Regions from separate parts of the Capra hircus genome. Here region 2 is linked to region 1. Evidence: chromatin contacts called from public Hi-C data. All regions are on one chromosome and are shown on one strand. Each heading gives the region's core, a stretch centred on a gene start, on an enhancer-like site or on the middle of the called end of the contact. The rest is flanking DNA. Distances are from core to core; before and after follow the strand shown.

The links. Hi-C and Micro-C count contacts between places; a contact is called where the count stands out from the background.
Region 2: a Hi-C map of blood shows a contact between it and region 1, with 5 times the contacts expected there. The contact joins two enhancer-like sites. A contact is called at or near these places in 4 of 5 Hi-C or Micro-C datasets (blood and liver).

What each region holds. Positions count from the first base shown.
Region 1 is chr29:6,586,422-6,592,885 of ARS1.2, forward strand. The region is part of intron 8 of GRM5 (metabotropic glutamate receptor 5); the gene reads left to right. Among named protein-coding and RNA genes, the nearest start is that of CTSC, 210 kb to the right of the region's middle. Within about 2 kb of position 2,895, at least 1 of the 5 cell types and tissues checked has an H3K27ac peak or open chromatin away from gene starts, as enhancers often do.
Region 2 is chr29:6,854,172-6,860,635 of ARS1.2, forward strand. No RefSeq gene overlaps it. Among named protein-coding and RNA genes, the nearest start is that of TRNAE-UUC, 17 kb to the right of the region's middle. Within about 2 kb of position 3,945, at least 1 of the 5 cell types and tissues checked has an H3K27ac peak or open chromatin away from gene starts, as enhancers often do.

The DNA.
Region 1 (6,464 bases), core at 1,645-4,144:
CTTCACTTCACTTCACTTCTTCAAGATACAGGTGGGATGCTCATCGCTGAGGATCCTGTTGGTACCAAGAGCAAGGGGACCCAGTGGCTGCCACCTCAAAAGCTCCTCTTGGGATGGGATTCAATTTTTGACAGCTTCCTTGCTTGCTTATGCCCCAGGCTCATATTCCTAAGCCCATTACACTGTACAGCCACAGGTTTATAAACTGGGGGCTGCAGAAGCAGGTAAAGGAGCCTCAGAGTCTGGCAGCCCTGCTATGAGGGCAGCAATCCCAACCAAGGACTGGATGGTCAATCGCAGAGCCAACGGGGTCTGGAGACATATGCGGTGAGCAAGGCCCCCCTAGAGGGCAGCAGAGTCCTGCAGAAGGGGGCAGAAAGGCCTGAAAGGGGATGCTTGTGGGCAGTTCCACTGATGGAGACACAAGGGGGCAATACACACTTTTATGGAGCATGGAATCAAAATTAAAATGTAGTGAATTAAAGGGAGTCAGTAATACAAAAGGTGGAAAAATGTAAGTTGTATATCAGGCAACAAAAACAAGTTAGCAGGAGGAGACTTGGACAGAAGTCAGTCACAGGACTGTAACCTTCTCCGCTCAGTGCTGCTTATTACCCAAACAGCAATAATAAATAGGCATTATGTGCTGAGGATGTATTATTCATCATGTTGTCTGCTGAGCTAGATGGTATTTTAGGCACTAGACATATAAAGGTGAATACGATAGCTTCCTCCCTCTAGATAATGCCTCTCCTCTCAGTAGAGCCAGGGATGTAAGCCAACAATGTCAGCAGAGGTTGGAGGAGGTTTAAGTCTTTGCAGGAGGACTGCAGGGGCACAGAACAGGAAATAATTAGAGAAGAGAGGGGAAGGAAGAGACCTCAAAGGAAGGATAACATGATGGTATGGATCCTGGTTGTGATTTTTTTCCCTCTCCTCTCTGATCTCTGTAGGTCTTCCCTGAAAGAATCCATCTTTGTGTGTGTGTCATTCACTTATTAATTCATCGAGCACATTTCTTCATGCAGCCCTGCCAGGCTCCAGTCACTGTTGAGGGCACTGATACAGACGTGGTCCCTGACCTGGCATTAACTGGCAAGGCAGCGAGCATGCCCCTGCAGGACCACCCCCCTCCTGCCCTCTCTCTAGAGAGGAAGGGGAAAGCTAATAGGTCCTGTGTGAGGAGGAAGGTAACTGGAAAAGAGCTATGTCTTTTCTCTTAACCCTCCTGATCACTTAGGCAGTCGACAAACAGTGATTGTGCGTGATGTGCCAAGCTTCAGCCTCTTGGTCCAGGTGAAGTTCAAGGTTCGCCATGACATTTTCCATTTGAGTTCTAGGATCTTTCCCATCCTAGCCACCCACACGATGGGTGTTGTTACCTTCACCGTGAATGTTTCCTTGCTTGCAGCACCCATGTCTGTCATCCCCATTAGACACTAAGCTCCTTGAGCTCAGAGCCTGTGAAGCGTATTTTCCTAATGCCAGCTACAGAACCATGCTATGTACCTAGATGCACAAGACGTGTCTCAGTATATTGTTTATAATCAGAAGGACCTAGATTGAATTCCAGTATCAGCTTTCATCAGCTGTAGTTGTGAACTGTAGTTCTCTTTTTCAAAAGGTCATCACCACCCCACCCCAGGGTTGTAAGGATGTTTGAGACAATGTCTAAAAACTCCTAACAGTGCCTGGCACATCTGTTTCCTCTCATTCTTTGGCTTCTTCTTGATTCTTTTAATTGCGTTTATTTTCTCTTGTAGCCATCCCTTTGGCAATTTCAGTTATTTTTCTTTAATTGAATGCTCTAGAGTACAAGCATTACAGTTCAACAGCCCAGATATGTGTCTGACTTTGCCCCCTCTGACCTCTGAGCAAGTCATTTAACTACTTTGTGACTCAGTTTCTTTATCTGTAAACTGCGGATGACAACAGTACCAACTTTATAGTGTCTTTGTGAAAATAAATGCTAAAATCCAATGTAAAACATCAATGTTGTGAGTTAAGGAACCCTGTGCTCATTATTCAAAGATGAAATTTAAGAAAAGCTATATAAATCACAGGAAATCATATAGCAAGTAAGTGGTATTGCTAGGAACCCAACCCATGCTGATTCACTCCAAAGCCAGTACATTTAATTGCCAGTCCTTGGGGTCACAAAGAATCGGACATGACTGAGCATAGACGCTCATATGTACATACATACATTCATAGCCTATCTCAAGCAAACAAACCCAGTGCATTTAGAAAAATTTGGAGAAATATTGTATATCTGTCTATCCATGTGTATTTGTATATGATTATATAGATATGTGTATTTGTATGCATGTATGTGCAGTATGTGTATATATGTTATATGCGTAGTATAATGATGCTGTATAATAGCATAAATTATTTTATTACATTCTGTCTGAATTTCTAGATCACCATGCAACTCCTAGTTCAGTATGTGGTACATAAGTCCTTAAGAAACACAAGAGACTAAACTCTACAGATAAGGCCTTATCGCGTTGTTTTTATGTAATGTTTTGTTATCTACCATTATGAAATTAGAACAATCTCAATTAGAGTTTTTGTGATATTAGGCAATGAACAATGAGGAACCTGCTTAGAAAGGGCAAAATTAGTAAATACTTCTGTTGTAATTACATGTGATTGTAATAAACCATAAGACATTATCCTAAACCCAGAAGAAACATAATTCGCTTTATTAAAATGATACTATTAAGCAATGGGAGGAAGAAGGGAGGTGGACATTCAGTCCCTGGCCATAGGCCTGTGATTAGCATCTTGCGCGGTGACACGGAGCAGAGACGGTTCTCTGGAAGCTCACGAAAGAGCGCCTTCAGCCGGCCGAGGACTTGCAGAGAGACGGCCTCCCTCCCTGCGGGCGCTGTCCGCACTCTGCCGCCGTAATTGTACGGTAAGCGGTAAGCGTGCCTCTCCCATCCTCATGCCCACATTCCTACAGTGGCTGGGAACTCCCCAGCCTCCCCTGACCAGCACTACTTCATCTTGGTCTCGTCAAAAACCAACTAATCTTTAAACCTGAGTGAAACGGGACCTAAGATTTTTTTTTTTTTGCAATATTTGGAACCACTGTATGTGTTCCTCCATAGAAGCCAGAGGAAGAGAAAAAAGGATATTTTATGTGCGGATGTGAAACGGGAACAACCAAGGCGAAGGAAGAAAGGGGGTGGCAAACAGAAGAACTCTGCTGAGATGCGAAGAGCCAGTGAACGTCTGTGCACAACAGAGGGCGAGAGCCCGCGCAGACACAGCCACGCTTGGACAAATTGCAGGGCCTCACCTCTGACACATGTTCTTGCCTCTTCCATCTTCACGGCTACCTGCATGCGAAAAAGCATTTGTGGAGTTGCTCCTATACGCCGGGCTTTATGCTAGGTGTCTGTGAAAAGAACAGATGTGCCTTTGGTTCCGTGAAGTTTACAGACGAATGAGAAACACTGATCATAGACTAATGAGCAAACTAATAACTTGAAGTGAGGGTGTGAAGGAGGAGAATAGGTTCTAACAAAGATTGACAGGGTGATAGGCTGAGATACAATAAAGAGACCCTCATCCGTCTCCAGATCGTTTTCAAATCCAGCCTAAATCATAGCTGCCTAACTTAGAGTGTGCAGGAGCACATGGACCAGGTCTGGATGGTGTTAAATATCAAAGATTTATTAAACCATAAGATTTAGTGGAGATGATACACGTCATACCCAGCAGAAGGGTCAATGGTTTCATAAGTATTGGGAGAACATGTGGAGAAAACAAGACAAAGTATTCCGTATCAGACTTGTCTGGGGAAAACCTGCCTGGACACAGAAGTTACTAGAATGACAGATAGAGTAACATTAATATGCACCTGCTAAGATCAAGAATTTCACAAGAATTTCACCTGATCTCCAACATTTCCATTTTACAAATACAGAAATTATAACTCAGAAAGCATCAGCAAGTCTTTTAGGGGTGAGAGGGAGGAGTTTGTTTGTTTTTTAGTTAAAATGTATTCATTTGTACTATATAGCAAAGTAAATCAGCTACCTGCATGCAAAAAAGCATTTGTTGAGTTGCTCCTATACGCCTGGCTTTATGCTAGGTGTCTGTGAAAAGAACAGATGTGCCTTTGGTTCCAGTTCAGTTGCTCAGTCGTGTCCGACTCTTTGTGCCCCCATGGACCACAGCACGCCAGGCCTCCTTGTCCATCACCAACTCCTGGACCTTGTTCAAACTCATGTCCATCAAGTTGATGATGCCATCCAACCAGTTCATCCTCTATTGTCTCCTTCTCCTCCTGCTTTCAACCTTTCCCAGCATCAGGGCCTTTTCAAATGAGTCAGATCTTTGCATCAGGTGGCCAAAGTATTGGAATTTTCGCTTCAGCATCAGTCCTTCCAATGAATATTTAGGACTGATTTCCTTTGGGATTGACTGGCTGGATCTCCTTGCAGTCCAAGGGACTCTCAAGAGTCTTTTCCAACACCACAGTTCAAAAGCATCAATTCTATGGCACTCAGCTTTCTTTACAGTACAACTCTCACATCCATATATGACTACTGGAAAACCCATAGTTTTGACTAGACAGACCTTTGTCAGTAATGTCTCTGCTTTTTAATATGCTGTCTAGAATGGTCATAACTTTTCTTCCAAGGAGAAAGCGTCTTTTAATTTCATGGCTGCAGTCACCATCTGCAGTGATTTTGGAGCCTCCCCCCAAAATAAAGTCTCTCACTGTTTCCATTGTTTCCCCACCTATTTGCCATGAAGTGATGGGACCAGATGCCATGATCTTACTTTTCTGAATGTTGAGTTTTAAGCCAACTTTTTCACTCTCCTCTTTCACTTTCATCAAGAAACGCTTTAGTTCCTCTTCACTTTAGGCCATAAGAGTGGTGTCATCTGTATATCTGAGGTTATTGATATTTCTCCCAGCAATCTTGATTCTAGCTTATGCTTCATCCAGCCTGGCATTTTACATGATGTACTCTATCAGATCTAATCCTTTGAATCTATTTTTTACTTCCACTGTATTTGTGAGACTTAGAGTTCATGCAATTCCGGGGGCAGGGGGGGAGGGAGAACCCTATTTAAGAAAAAGTTTGAAAACTGTGAATACACAAGTAGGAATAGGGCCTTGCAAGGGATTGCTGTATGTGAGGGGCCTTGATCCTTCATCAGCTTTAGAGCAATCTGCTTCCACAGAGATACCCTGAGGTGTGGGCTCCTACAGACCCCAGATGGAGAAAACCAAGTTGCTAAGGGTAAATTGCAACTGAGATCAGTGCTGAAAAGGGATCAGGCTTCCAACCTTCTAGGGTTCATGTGTGTATGCTAAGTTGCTTCAGTCATGCCCAACTCTTTGCCATCCTATGGACAGTAGCTCACCAGGGTCCTCTGTCCATGGGATTTTCCAAGCAGAATATTGGAGTGGGTTGCCATACCCTCCCCTCCAGGGTATCTTTCCAACCCAGGGATCGAACCTGAGACTCTTATATCTCCTGCATTGGCAGGCAGGTTCTTTACCACTAGTGCTACCTGGGAAGCCCCTCTTTTAGGGAAGTAATGGTCAAAACAGTACAAGGCAGTGGCTCAGGCCAGGAGATCAGGAAAAATGAGAAAGGGTTTGAAGCGCAGCACAGTTACCTGAGTACCTTAAGCCACTTAAAATGAAAAGACAGAATAGCTCAACGAATGACCCAGTTGGTGTCTATAACCAGCATTTAAGTGATAATATGCATCGTGGTTAACCAATCTAGTAACCCTGGGCAAGTTCCTTAATCTCCCTGTGTTCTAGTTCTTCCTCATTTGTAAAATAAGGGTAACAGGCATATCTAACTCAAAGGGCTGTTGCAATGATTAAATCAGTAAAAAATCTGGGTATAGACTGTGTCTGACCTATTCCAAGTGCTCAGTAAATATTGGCTCTCACTGTCATTATGACCCAGCCTTGGTCTGACTCCAAAGCTTTTCCAATTTCCATGCACAAAAGTGTTAGAAAAAAATTCCTCCTTGAAAGTTACTCATCTGTCTTTAGAAAGAATAAATAATTTAGTCTAAAAATTTCTCAACCCGAAGATGTGCTCAGTCACTAATTCATGTCCAACTCTTTGTGACTCCATGGACTGTAGCCCACTAGGCTCCTCTGTCCATGGAATTTTCCAGGCAAGAGTACTGGAATGGGATGCCATTTCCTACTGCAGGGGATCTTCCTGGCCCAGGGATTAAACCTGTGTCTCTTATGTCTCCTGCATTGGCAGGTGGGTTCTTTACCAGTAACACCACCTGGGAAGCCCACCCTGAGGATCGCAGACAGCAATATTAAATTAACACTCCTGCGAGTTTCTTCTGGCTGACCCTGTTCTCCTAAGGAGATCCTCCTTCTGGTCAACATTTTGCTCCTCCTTGCAAAGTCCTCCCTCTTGAGGATGTTGCGTAAGCCTGTAAAGCACGTTAGA
Region 2 (6,464 bases), core at 2,695-5,194, 270 kb after region 1:
CCCCGCAAGATGGGTTCACAGAACACATATGTGTGCCCTGTGCAAGTTTAAAGCCAGTCCAGGACTCTTTCTATATGTTTGAGCTGCCTAGCTGTTGAGCTTTTGAAGTTGGAGATAATAAAAAGAGAAGAAAAAATGGTTCCTGCGATTTTGCATAAATTTTTATTGAATTCAGCTCAGAGCCCTTTTGCATGAAGAGTGCTGGCTTTGGCAAGCATCCAGAAAAACATCTCTTAGGGGAAGCCTCTCTGTTTTTGTTTTGGAGCAGCTTTGCAGAATTAATCACAGCATTATTTATAGTTGTAAGAATTTGGAAACAACCTAGAGGTCCAGGAGTTTAGGAAATAGATCATTTATAGTACACAGGCTTGACAGTATAGTATACAGTATTAAAAATAACTATGCCACCAATGTAACAACCGTAAGAAATGTCTATGTTATAATATGTACAAAAAATGATACTGTGTTTTGTTACATAAAATGCAAGTGGGCATATAAGCACCTTCAAAAGGGCAGAAGGATTATGAGTGGCTAAAGTTGTTTCCTTTATTGGTTTTATTATAACAGCTATGTTATAAATAACAGAAAATGTAATCAAAATTTGCATGGTGGCCCAGAAGCCCTCATCACATAAATATGCTCAAGTCTTTTTTGCCTCATAAAAAAGCCACCAATTTTTCACCCTACAAAATATATCACATTATTTTTTCCTTCTCTCAACACCTAAGCTTCTTCAAAGAAACTTTTTTTACCTTCTCGCTATGTGTTTTCTCCTTAATCTAATGACATCTGCCTTCTACCAGGTCACTTCTTTGAAATTTTTCATATTAAGGTAAGCAAAAAAACACCTTGTGTTACTAAAAGCAGTTTCCAGCATTTATCTCCACATTTAAAGCATCTGCCTGCAATGCGGGAGACCTGGGTTCGATCCCTGGGTCAGGAAGATCCCCTGGAAAAGGCAATGGCACCCTACTCCAGTATTCTTGCCTGGAGAATCCCATGGATGGAGGAGCCTGGTGGGCTACAGTTCACGGGGTCTCAAAGAGTCGGACACGACTGAGCGACTTCACTTCACTTCCTTAACTTTGCACCTTTCAACTTTCAGATCTCTAACTATTTCTTTGCAGTTTTCTTTTCAGGCTCCTAGTCTTCTACCCCGGAGAAGGCAATGGCACCCCACTCCAGTACTCTTGCCTGGAAAATCCCGTGGATGGAGGAGCCTGGTGGGCTGCAGTCCATGGGGTCGCGAAGAGTCGGACACGACTGAGTGACTTCATTTTGACTTTTCACTTTCGTGCATTGGAAAAGGAAATGGCAACCCACTCCAGTGTTCTTGCCTGGAGAATCCCAGGGACGGGGGAGCCTGGTGGGCTGCCGTCTATGGGGTCGCAAGAGTCGGACACGACTGAAGCCACTCAGCAGCAGCAGCAGCAGCAGTCTTCTACCCAGTCCTTAATTTTACTATTCCTCCAGCTTCTGTACAATCCTCTTCTCCCCATCACTATATCTTATCTCAGGTTGAGCTTTTTTAGAGTCAGTATATATTATTTATGTGCTGGCAGAACCCCAATTTAGCCTTCATCTCCAGAGCTCATGTATTAGTTATCTGCTGTGGCATAACACACTACCCAAAGACTTAGTGGTTTAAACCAACACAGGTTTATTACCTTACATTTGCGGTGGGTCTGGAATGTGGGTGCAGTCTCACTGGATTCGGTGCCTCATGGTCTCTCACAAGGCTGCAATCAAGGTGTCAGCCTATGGTCTGCCGTCTCATCTGAAAGATCAGAGACTGTAGGCAGTATTCAGTTCCTTGCAGGTTCTTGGATGAAAGGCATTAGATCCTTGCCATCTTTTGACCAGTGGCCATCTTCAGTGCCTTGCCATATGGGCTTCACTACTGTGAGCGCATCTAAGTGTGCAAGTTATGATAGCAAGAGAGGGAGTGTACCAGCAAGGTAGGATTCACCATCTTCGTAATCTAATCGTGGAAGAAGTAACCTTCTCAGTGGTTCCATATTCCATTGGTCAGAAGCAAATTCCTCAAGGAGAGGGTATTTCAGAAAGCCTGACTACCAGGAGACAGAGATCACTGGCTCTCGTAATGATGCCTACCATAGCTTTAAACCTGATATCTCCTTTCCAACTTGGACCTAGATGTACAAACCCCATTAGCCAGTGAAAAATGCAAAAATCTGAATATATCATCTTTTTCCCATTCCCAAAGCAAGCTCACTTTCATTCTTCTGGTTACTGGTTGGCTCCTTCATCCACCCAGTTTCCAAAATCAGAAACCTAGGAATTTCATTGGTTCATTCCTCTTCCTCACCCACAATGTTCAGCTAGTTGTACAGGCTCAGCTGTGTCTGACTCTTTGCAATCCTGTGGACTGTAGCCCACCAGCCTCTGGGTGTGACCTCCTACCAATCCTAATTTCTAAATGCCTGTTAAATCTGTCTCTCTGCACACCTGCCTTAAACCTTCGTGATCTGTAACTTGGGTCCCTGCCGTGTCCTCCTAGTTTACCTCTCTACTTCCAGCCTTGCCCTCCCCACAGCAATGTTGACAATGTCACACCTCTGTTTAAAATCTTTAATGGCTTCCCAGTTCAGGCGTATTTCAAGGTAGACAGCCTCACAGTATAAAAGTGCACATTCAGTAAACCTGTGGTTTTCATAACGCAGGCTACAGAAATTTAAACTCAGCAGAATCTTCTTGGCTGGCAGGGATACACAGTATTTGAGGGACAGATACTATGAGGAAAATAGCTTTCTATTTGAAACTCCTAAATAGAATTATAGTGGTTTGGTGTGGTGTCTCAAACACCACAGATGTAAAGTCAAAACAGTTGTGTCTGTCCGTGGTAATTGCCATCAATTTTTCTTTAAAACATAACTTTTTTAGAAGCCTGAATTCCTTGAAGGTATTTTCTATCAGATGACAAAGTCCAGTCATATAACTTTCAGGCATTTTTGTCTATTAAAACTTTCATGACAGTTCTCAGAAACTCAGCCCTAACTGTCCGAGTGACTCATCTCTCAGGGTCTCTGCCAGCCCACAGGATGGTAGTATGAGGACAGGAAAATGTTCCTGTGTGGTCAAAGGCAAGGACCTGCACGCAACAGGTCAAACTCTAATTCCTCCCCAGACCGTATTCCATTATAGTTGCTTGGAATTCAGCAATGTTATTGTCTGCTTTTTAATCTCCCTCTTGTTCTACTCCGGCCCCATGGGCTGAAAGTGAAAATGGCACTTCCTGATAGCATGCTGCTGCTGCTGCTAAGTTGCCTCAGTCGTGTCCAACTCTGTGCAGCCCCATAGGTGGCAGCCCACCAGGCTCCTCTGTCCCTGGGATTCTCCAGGAAATAACACTTGAGCGGGTTGCCATTTCCTTCTCCAATGCATGATGCATGATAAGTTGCTTCAGTTGTGTCTGCCTCTCTGCAACGCTATAGACAGCAGCCCAGCAGGGTCCTCTGTCCATGGGATTCTATAGGCAAGAACACTGGAGCGGGTTGCCATTTCCTTCTCCAGGAGTTATAACATGATTGGTTGTTAAATATTTACCTAATTGTTGTCCCCAGAAGGTGCTGATACCAGTTCTGGAATGTTTGGCTGAGAGCTGTCTATGAAGTTGTCTATCAGAAGCAGACCTGATAAGCCAACTATAAACTGGAGGCCAAACACCTGTGCTTATTTTAATGTGTCATCATTATCCTCGAGACATAACTCACGGGATTTCCTAAAATACTCATCCTCCTTAAATTCAGTTTAGCTGGATCAATTTACCAGGCCTGGAAAACAGTTGACACTTGTTATCCTGACAGCCCCATTCAAAAACGAGATAGGAAAAATAACATTTTCATTGGGACATATGAGAAAGAACTATAAAAACCCCGAAGACTTGGTTTGGCAGAAATATTTTCCCATGCAAAAATGAATAGTGTTTCTGGCACTTGGCTGTGTTACTTTGCAGCTGGCAGCTGAATTATCTTGGTCTCTGCCCAAAACTCTGGCCTCAAAAGCTGATCTTCAAATCTCCTGTGTTAAAAAAGGATTTAAAACGCTTAATGACCATTTACATGTCAAAAATGAATCATTATGTTAACCTGATATGAGTCACTGTGCCTGTCCAAGGAGTTATAATAGTAAAATAACTACTTTTTGAATGGAAGTGCACTGTTCATACGCGTGTGTGCTAGGTCGGTTTAGTTACGTCCAGCTCTTTGTGACCCTGTGGACTGTACACTAGGCTCTTCTGTTCATGGAATTCTCCAGGCCAGAATACTGGAATAGGCAGCCTCTTCCTCCTCCAGGGGATCTTCCCAACCCAGGGATCGATCCCAGGTCTCCTGCAATGCAGGCAAAGTCTTTACCACCAGAGCCACCAGGCAAAGCAAAATAACCTCTCAGAGAGGGAAGACAGGATACAGCGTGCTTGGGGCTGGTGCACGGGGATGACCCGGAGGGATGTTGTGGGGAGGGAGGTGGGAGGGGGGTTCGTGTTTGGGATCGCACGTACACCCGTGGTGGATTCATGTCAATGTATGGCAAAACCAATACAGTATTATAAAGTAAAATAAAGTAAAAATAAAAAGTTAAAAAAAAAAGACAGGTTTTAGCAGTCTATTTTATAGGCATAATAACAGGTTCTATGACACCAAAAGCTGGCTCACAGTACTTGTAAGAACCAATACTTGAGCCCACAACTTTAGACATGAGCCTGTTCTCTATTTTGCCCCATTCTTGTCAACGTATATTTTCTGAAATGCAGTGTTTCAGGCACTAAGATAATAATTCTTCCTTTAATGGTACCTGACTAAAATTATACACCCCTCTTAGCCAAATAATGACTTGGAGAATTATTTATGCTTTCCTTACCATTGGTACTTTTACACTATTTGTGAAGGTAATTATCCTACCCATGATGGATCTAGTACTATAAAAAAGGTATAGGCTTGGTTGTCTACAAACATGCCCATAAATGAGTGTGTCCTGGTCCATAAATTAGGATCAGCTATGTTCTTTTTTCCTAGAAAATTAATTTTGCCAGGACTCCCTGTAATTCACCATCCTCTAACCCATATCCACATATCATTTAATCTTTGGGACTTCCAAATGGGGTCTTTGTTATGAGACAGGAACATAGCCTGTCTCTTCTATGTCAAAAACCAATAGCTCTAATTCACTGTCTTTCAATTAATCAGATAATTTAAATTCTGTGTTGTTTCAATCTTGTGCGTATTGTTCCCTATCACTGTATGTCAGTTTTTGTAAAGAAGGGGGAACAGGAGTTGATGAGGGAGGAGTCAAAAGGGCAGCCTTATAAACCAATGCTTGTCCAATAATCAAGGGCCTCTGAGGTGGCTTGGTGTGGAATAAAAGGAAACAACAGTCCAATATATAAATTTCAATGAAACATGATGATATGATCTAGCTGTTGCCGGTGAATTTAAGGTTCTTTCTTTGCTGTGAAAGAATTCAGAGGGAAGCAGAAAGGTCAAGAAAGTAAAGTGAAAGTTTATTTAAACAAGGATAGTGCTCTTGGAGCGGAGAAGGCAATGGCACCCCACTCCAGTACTCTTGCCTGGAAAATCCCATGGACGGAGGAGCCTGGTAGGCTGCAGTCCATGGGGTCGCTGAGGGTCAGACACGACTGAGCGACTTCACTTTCACTTTTCACTTTCATGCATTGGGGAAGGACATGGCAACCCACTCCAGTGTTCTTGCCTGGAGAATCCCAGGGACGGGGGAGCCTGGTGGGCTGCCATCTATGGGGTCGCACAGAGTCGGACACGACTGAAGCGACTTAGCAGCAGCAGCAACAGCAATGCTCTTGGAGAGCGAGCGCAGGGAGACAAGCGTTATCTACCGCCCTGGGTTGCTTTGGCAAGCACTTATGAGGGGCACAGAAATGAAGGGGCGGAATATTCACTGGGGGAGGAGTAGTCTGGGGGTAGTATTCCTTGATGTTCATGTCAACTCCATTTTCCCTAGGGGTTGTTATAGTTCGTTGGTTGCTGAGTAGTGTCCAATTCTTTGCGACATCAGGGACTATCATTGGCCCAGCTCCTCTGTCCAGGGGATTTCCCAGGCAGGAATATCACAGTGTGTTGCCACTTCCTTCTCCAGGGGAACTTCCCAGCCCAGGGATCAAACCCACGTCTCCTGCATTGGCAGACGGATTCTTTACCACCGAGTCATCAGGGAAGCCCCAGGGTGAGTTGAAACATGGTCTAAATTTTGGTAACTAAGCCCACGCACCGCATCAGGGAGCCTGGGCACCTCAATGAACATACAGTGCAGTCAAAATTGTTTTGTTTCATTTTAAGGAAGGAAGTAGATGGAATTTTGATTAATCTTTAAATGCTGTGCACAAAGATCTCCATATCCACCCCCTCACACCCCTGCTGTTTCTCTCATGGATTTACAGAAAGCTCACAGGTTCCGTTGTTGTGGGTAAT